Linked DNA regions of Anas platyrhynchos: region 1 is linked to region 2. A link is a contact called in public Hi-C data. All regions are on one chromosome and are shown on one strand. The core of a region is the stretch at or near the end of the contact, and the rest is flanking DNA. Distances in the headings are between cores, read along the strand shown.

Evidence for each region. Hi-C and Micro-C count contacts between places; a contact is called where the count stands out from the background.
Region 1: a contact with region 2 is called in a Hi-C map of liver, with 3 times the contacts expected there. The contact joins the promoter of SOCS2 here to the enhancer-like site in region 2. A contact is called at or near these places in 4 of 8 Hi-C or Micro-C datasets (F1 follicle, liver, skeletal muscle and 1 more).

Annotation. Positions count from the first base shown.
Region 1 is chr1:47,505,254-47,508,894 of IASCAAS_PekinDuck_T2T, reverse strand. It overlaps SOCS2 (suppressor of cytokine signaling 2), which reads left to right and starts at 2,212. Exons shown (of 3, transcript XM_038172900.2): 1 at 2,212-2,879; 2 at 3,618-3,641. LOC119715504 (a long non-coding RNA gene) reads right to left here and starts at 2,137. Exons shown (of 2, transcript XR_011808623.1): 1 at 1-2,137.
Region 2 is chr1:47,413,854-47,417,452 of IASCAAS_PekinDuck_T2T, reverse strand. All of the region lies in intron 4 of CRADD (CASP2 and RIPK1 domain containing adaptor with death domain), which reads left to right. Among named protein-coding and RNA genes, the nearest start is that of CRADD, 78 kb to the left of the region's middle. Within about 2 kb of position 1,717, at least 1 of the 8 cell types and tissues checked has an H3K27ac peak or open chromatin away from gene starts, as enhancers often do.

The DNA.
Region 1 (3,641 bases), core at 963-3,462, 91 kb before region 2:
GCTTAGTTTTCAGAGCCTGAGAGCTCCCTGCTGCTCCTTTTCTCTTTTTTCTCTCTATTTCCCACCTTTCTCCTGCTCCGTTCTGCTTTCTTATCCAGTAAAGCACTAAAGGCAGAGCAAGTATGTATTAAACATCCTAATGCCAAAGAAGCTAAAAAGTAGCTTAAAGTAGTTTAATACACCACATGTGGCCCATAATCCCAAAAGTAATTTAATTTAATCACCTTTTCTTACACTAAAAAATTATTTTCTTCTCCCCTGTGGCTGTGTGAGAGGCTCGCACAGACAGAGGAGGAAAGCAGCTAACTAACAGTGCCGAAAGAAAAAGTGAAACGTCCCCTTCTCCCACCGAGCCTCTGCAGCTCGGGGGAGTCTCAGCACAGAGCATGAAGGCAGCTCTGCCCCGAGCTACTCTTACGAGGTGCCAAAAGCATCATTTAAAGATCGATTTGCACTTTTAAGGTTTGAATTTCATTACTCTTGCAAATTTATCAGACCTCCAGTATTATTTTTAAGAGACATTAACTTCCCATGGAAAAGTTAACAGAACTCTAGTTAGGAAAGATCCTGCTGATATACTGCCTCTTTAATTTTTATTCTACCTTTTTCATAACAATATCTGAAGTTTTAAGTAACAAACATTTATTGCATTCTCCTGTTCTTGTTTCTCGTTCGCCACATAAATCACAGTCTTCCTCTCCGTGCCTCTAGCAGCCAGCTGTGGTTTTAGAAACAAATTATTATGACTTCAAGCGACGAATAAACAGCAAAAGCAAAGAAAGTCCTGAGATCCTATCCACGTTAAAAAATGTCATTAATAAATAACATAGGAAAAGAGGACTACAACAGCTGCGAAAAGCAGCTCTGGATCGGGACGAGATGCACTGCATTTCTCTGAGATGAATTTGTGAACTTTAAGGGAAGATTCCTAATTTGAGAACTGTTGTAGCAAAGTTATATATTTTGGAGAAAAAGATCTGTAGATGCATATGCATATGGAGAATGATTTTAGCAATAAAAATAAATCGGTATTCCATTAAAAAAAAAATGTTTTGGACATAACGAAGCCAATGCAGTTTTGAAAAAAGTCAATCAGACTTTTTGCAAGGTCTCTCATCACCGGGAGCAGAAGTGTTAACTAAATCGCAGAGGACCCGGACCTGTTCTGTCCCCTCCTCACTTCTACCCGGGGAGAAGCCAGTGGGCATTCCCCAAGAGCGACTGGCAGCCGGACCCGAGGCTCTCTGAACTGCCCCGACGAAAACAAGGACAAAACTGACCTTCAGGACCTGTGTTGTTTTAAGCCATTTCTGAGAATGCTTAAGTAAGAAAGACCGTGTTTGCCTTTCAGCCCCCATTTTAAACCTGCTTTGTTGTCGGTGCTTAAAGCCACCTTTTTTTCATAAACAGAACAAATTCAATTCGAAAGCACCCAGACACGACAAGCAGACGAAACCACGCTGACCAGTTCACTTAACAAAGAATTATTTTTTTTTTCCCCAGCAGAGGAATCGCTTCAGCTACCGAACTCCGCGGCGATTTCTAAGAAAAAGGCGAATTATTAACTCCGACGCTCTTCACCCACATCCTCAAGAATCGCGCTGAAAAATCACGGCAGCCTTTCGGAGAACTCCTCGGTGGCCTCGTTATTAAAAAAAAAACAAAACTGCTCGGCTCCACGATTTACTAGGGGCACGGAGCCGAGGCACCGGCGGGGCTGTCGCTGTCGCTGTCGCTGTCGCTGCCTGCCGGGGCTCGCCCCCTGCCCTGCCCCGAGCCCCCCGCCGCCGCCGCCCGGCTCCGCACGCCCTTTGCTGCCTCCCCCCCGGCGGCGGCCGGCCCGCACCCCCCCGTTTTTTTGGGGACGACCTCGCACTGCTTCCCACCTCCTCGGCCCCCAAACCCCCCTCATCTCCCCCCCCTCCCGACCCGAAAACGTCGCCTTCCCAACGCCGCCGCCGGCTTTGAGGGCGCTCCCGACCTTCTGCCGGGGGCCGGGGCGGGCTGGGGCCGCTTTCGCTTTGTTTCTGCCCCCTCCCGCTCCCGAAACCCGGCTCGGGGCCCGGCTGCGCCCCCCGCGCTCAGGTGCCCGGCGGCTGCGGGGCGCCCCCCGCCGCCCCCCCACCCCCTCCGCCCCCCCGGGCACTGACCTGCGGCGGCTCCGCGGCCCGGCCCCGGCCCCCCCGGTGGGGTCGCGGGGCCTGGGCTGTGGGGGGGGGGGGTGGAAGGAAGGAGGGGGGGGTCGGGAGGCGGCCCCGGTGCCCCGGAGGCCGGGCGCGGGGGGAGCGCGGAGGCCGTCGGGGGCCGTCGGGGGGGCGCGGGGCGCTGGCGGGCGGTGCCGCGGCTCCGGTGGCGCGGCCGGGGAGCGGTGCGGCGGCGGCGGAGCGGGGCCGTCACATGATGCGGTTCCTGGAAAGTTCCTGGAAAGCAGCCTTTGTATGGAGCCTGCCCGGGCGGGGGGGCGGCCGGGGGGAGGATGCCCGCGCCTCCGAATCAAAGGCGGCACGGACCGCTCGCTCCTGCCCGCTCCCGGCGAGGAGGGGGGCGGGCGGGCGGGCGGGGGCTGTTTCCCCACAAGGACCATCCTCCTCCTCCTCCTGCTGCTGCCTCCTCCCTCCTCCTCCTCCTCCTCCTCCTCCTCCTGCTGCTGCTGCTGCTGCTCTCGCAGCGGCAGCCGCCCGCCCGCCCGCCCGCCCGCCTGCCCGTCCGTCCGTCCGTCCGTCTGCCCGTCCGTCTGTCCGCCTGCGCCCCGCACCGCGATGCCGCCGCTCCCTTGACACCGCCGGCGGCCGCAGCGACCCGACCGCCCCGCCTCCGGGGGCACCGGCAGCACCGGCAGCACCGGCAGCAGCAGCCCCGTCCCGTCCCGCCGAGCCCCGGTGAGTGCCGTGCCCCGCGCTCCCCGAGCCCCGCCGCCGGGCCGCGCCTTCCCCGACGGCCCCCCCGCGCCCCGTGCGGCCCCGCCGCGCTCCCCCGAGGACGGGGAAGGGGAAAGGTGGCCGGGCTCGGTCCCGCTGCCCCCGGGGATCCCGGGGCGGCGGCGGCCGCACCTGCGAGGCGGCGGCGCCCGGTCCCCGGGGCGGCTCCGAGGGGGCGCCGCGGGAGGGGCGGGGGGCGGCGGGTACGGCCGGGGGCTCGCAGCGGCAGGAGCCGGCGAAGTTTCGCTGGGAAAAGTTGCCGAGCTGCGCCGCGGGGAACTTGCGGGGATGGGAGGCGGCGGCCCCGCCGTGAGACCGGCGGCCGGTGCGCCCGCTAGGTAGAGGGGAGGCAGGGCGAGGGGGCTGCGAGCCCCCCGGGTCGAGTGGGACCGGCCCCTCCTCGCCCCCCGCTGGCACCGCCCGGCTCGGTGGCCCCGCGGGGCCGGGGCTTTGGTCCCCGCGTGGGGATGTGGCGGAGCGGGGGGCGCGGGGGGCGTCCCGCAGCCGTCGCCCCCTCCCCGCCGCATCCCCGCCGCTGCCCCTGGCGGGTGCGGGGCCGCGGGGCGCGGCTGCTTCGGGCGGGCACCGAGGCGGGGAGGGGGGCGGCGGAGAGGTCCCTCGGGCCGGGTCCCCCCCCGGGGGTGCCGGGCGGTCCCCGCGGGCCGCTCCCCGCTAACCTCGCTCTCTCTCCGCTCGCAGGCGGCGGCGGCGGGGGCCGGGCCG
Region 2 (3,599 bases), core at 468-2,967:
CTCTGGAGACTAAGAAGTGTTCTTGACCCTTCCCAGGGAAATCTTTCTATTTTTTTCTGGAATGATTTATCTGGAGAAAGGAAATGAAGCGGAGCATGACTGTGCATCTCGGCATTAGGATGTGCAGCTCAGAGAGACCTGGATTCTGATCTCTTTCAGATCTGCTCCTTCCTTCTTATTCAGTGAGTGTGTAAGTGATCATTTTAAATAGATAAAATACAGAGGCAGTGCTGGGAGCCGAAACCAGTCCCCAGAACATCCTTTCCCAAGTGGCAAATTTAAACAGCAGTTATTAGATAACAATGGGCCATGTTATCCCTGGCTCCCTAACAGTATCCTGAACTGCTATGGAGTTGTCCTTACAGGATTAGGTGGTAGCTGATTGGGACTTTTTCAGCACTTGGGAATCAGGTACATTATTTCCATCAAAGTACATAGCAGATGGCAAAAGCCAGAAAATCTTTTTTTTTTTTTTTGTTATATATATATATATTTCATTACATCATTCTATGATCATTACATCATTACATCATGTAAAAATGAATTGACTGCATAAGGGAGGAAGATCTCTGAAACTCTTACAGATGCTTTTTGCCACACACAGAGAGGCCATACTGCCATAAAGGAGAGTGCTTTGTACAAAACCGTGAGGCATTTTGGGCCACTGGCAGTTCTGAGGAATCAGTTGGGTACCTTGCAGATCACCCAAAAATGCCTTGATGCTTTTCGCTGCTGTGCCCAGTGCAGGAGCCAAGCTCATTTGCTCCCCACTGAGTTCTGTCAATATCAAGAGTAAGTCAGTTCCTTGATGCTGATAAAGATTTTCCAGTGACACAAGACAGCCATCAGCTGAGATGATGACGAGAAAAGAAAAGAAAAAAAAAAAAGTTTTAAGTGATTCAAAGCCCATTTTCACTGGACTTTATGTTACATCTTCTCACTTCTGCCAAAGAGGGGCAAACTGGAGTGAGTTCATTTTCCACCCCCCTGCTTGTTACAACATCTTGTAGTCTCATGCTGGAAGCTGGAAATGTCCTGAAGGAAAAGAAATGCAAAAGTGGCAACCAGATGCCTTTGCCCCAGACATATCTTTGGCATCTGGGTTACTCTGTTTTGTCTGGTCCATATCTGTGATAATTTCTATTTATATCCAGGTCTGTTTCCTGTCCACACTCACCAGCATGGCCGTATCTCTCTGTCAGTGCAGCAGCCTGGAAGCACACACGTACACACAGGCCAGAAGTAGTTTTTTTTCAGCTGGGACAGATGGGGTAAAGGTTTAGGGTGAATGAGCTTCCTTGAACAGCTAGAGCTGGCGGCAAGGAGCAGGTGAAGGGGAGAAACCTGTTTGTGCTGCGACTTCAAACAGAAGGAGCTGCAGTTCTTTCTCTGGGTCTGTTCCTACTCCAAAACCAGGGTGGATAACATCCTCCCTGCTTCCAGCCCTGAGGAAGGTGCTTTTCATGGTTCCAGTGCTGCAGCAGCAATCTGGCAGGCAGGCCCAGGTCAGCTCGCTCCCCAGCAAAGAGCTGTCAGCTCGCCGTTTCTCAGGCACTCGGTGGTTTTGGTGTGAGCAGCAGCAGGCTGGGCTCCCTCTCTCCATAGCACGCAGCCGTGGCACTTCACAGCACAGACCGTGTCTACAGCTGTTGTGGTCTTTCACTTGGTGTGCTTACCAGAGGTAGAAACGCTGCAAATGATCTTCCCAGGGAAACCCCTCATCACCTGCCAGGTCCCTGTCTAAGATACACTTCAGAGCACTGCAGCAAGCCTGATAATGAGCAAGCAGCCCAGTGACACCCTGGATGCCAGTCACGTCACCTCTCCCCAGGCCCCATTTCTCCCAACAGTGCAGAACGAATTCTCTGAGCCTAAGCCCACGTCTGTTTTGTCATGTACATCTTCACAGGGGATCCACCTAGAGCTAGAAGAGGATATATGCAAATTGAGGTCTTGGTTTCCTAAATGTAGTTCTCAAATGTAGTCAGAGGATCTGCATAATTGAAACTTTTGCTATAATCTTGCTGCCTCCCTCAGCCTGTTCCTGACCAATGCAGACTATAAGTGAGGGTCTATAGTAAAAGTAACTTAAAAAAGCCGTCTTTAATGTTTTTGCAGTGTGTCCAAAGCAGCTTGGGTGCTGAGGACTGAAAATGCATTTCCCTTTTACCTGAAATGCCCTTGTGTTTATTAAATTAAGGGTGTTATTAGTCCTAGATCATATCCAAACCTTTATGTGATTTTGCATTTGTCATAACGAAATGGTCTCACTAAATATTTCAGTATGCCTCTAAATAATGTTACCTGTCATGTAATACTTGTCTCGGGTTTTTCTCGGTGACTTTGTATGGGAGCTGAAAAAGAGCTATCACAGAAAATAAAATGGGCCTAAAATAACAGGCCTTTGTATTAAATTTAACATTTGGCTTCTGTCCCAGAATTTTCTGCATCCATATTAGAATCAGATGCTAGCTCAAGATGAAAAGATTTCCTGGATGGTTTTTATTCTTATTCTTATTAAAGGGCTGATAACAGGCTGAAGGCAAGATACTTGTTGTAGTAAAAAAATCTGCCTGATATCAAAGGCTGGATGGACAAGCTGACATGTATTGTTGTTAGGCCTCCCTGCTTGATCATATTTCAGTACCATAAAATCGTTCTGCTGGATGTAAAAATTCCAGTGTGAGAGCAAGAGGCTCGGGCTGGCAGGTCATACTCCTTGGGGCACAGGGCTTCCGCCTAGTAGCTGACCATGGGACAATGCAGGGGTTTAGTATGAGCAGATTGGTGGCATGTTGTAGCTGTATTTGTTGTAAAATTTACTTGTTTTCCAACACTTGCGTTCATATTTGCATTCATAAAAGTTACTCGGCTGTCCTGGTGCTCCTGTGGGACTGGAATCATGTGTAATGTGAGGCAGGCCCACCAGCGTTGCTCGGCCGTCTTCAGGGAGTGGTGTTAGGGCTGACAGGGTCACCTAGGTCCTGCCTTCCGTGCCCCTGCTGACACCACCAGCAGTACGTTCATCCTGCAGGCCATGGGCCCTTGTCTTCACAGACGTATCTGTTCAGTGTCTGCAGATGAGGCCTGAAGAGATGAGGTGTTCCTGAGCTCTGTGAAATGGCCTGGGGCCGCCATCCTGTCATGCACCCTCGTGTCTCAGGATCCACTGAGGCCAAAGGGTGGTCTCAAAGCTCAGCCATCACTGTCATAGCTGGGACAGCCCAGGCTGTCTTGGTGACCTGTGGGGAAAGTGGTGCATCCTGTGCCCTGCTCCCAAACCAGCCGCTGCCCCAGTTCCTTTGGCAATGCAGAGACAAAGATCAAAGTGGCTGGAGTTAGCCCCAGCAGGCAGCTCAGCCCCACGCAGCTGCTCACTCACTGTCCCTTGGTGGGATGGGGGAGAGAATCGGGAAGGTAAAAGTGCGAGAACTCATGGGTTGAGATCAGGACAGTTCAGTGGGTAAAGCAGAAGCCGTGCACAAGCAAAGCAAACCAAGGAACCCATTCGCTGCTTCCCATCGGCCGGCAGGTGCTCAGCCACTTCCAGGCAAGCAGGGCTCGTCACGCAGAGCGGTTCCTTGGGAAGACAAACACCA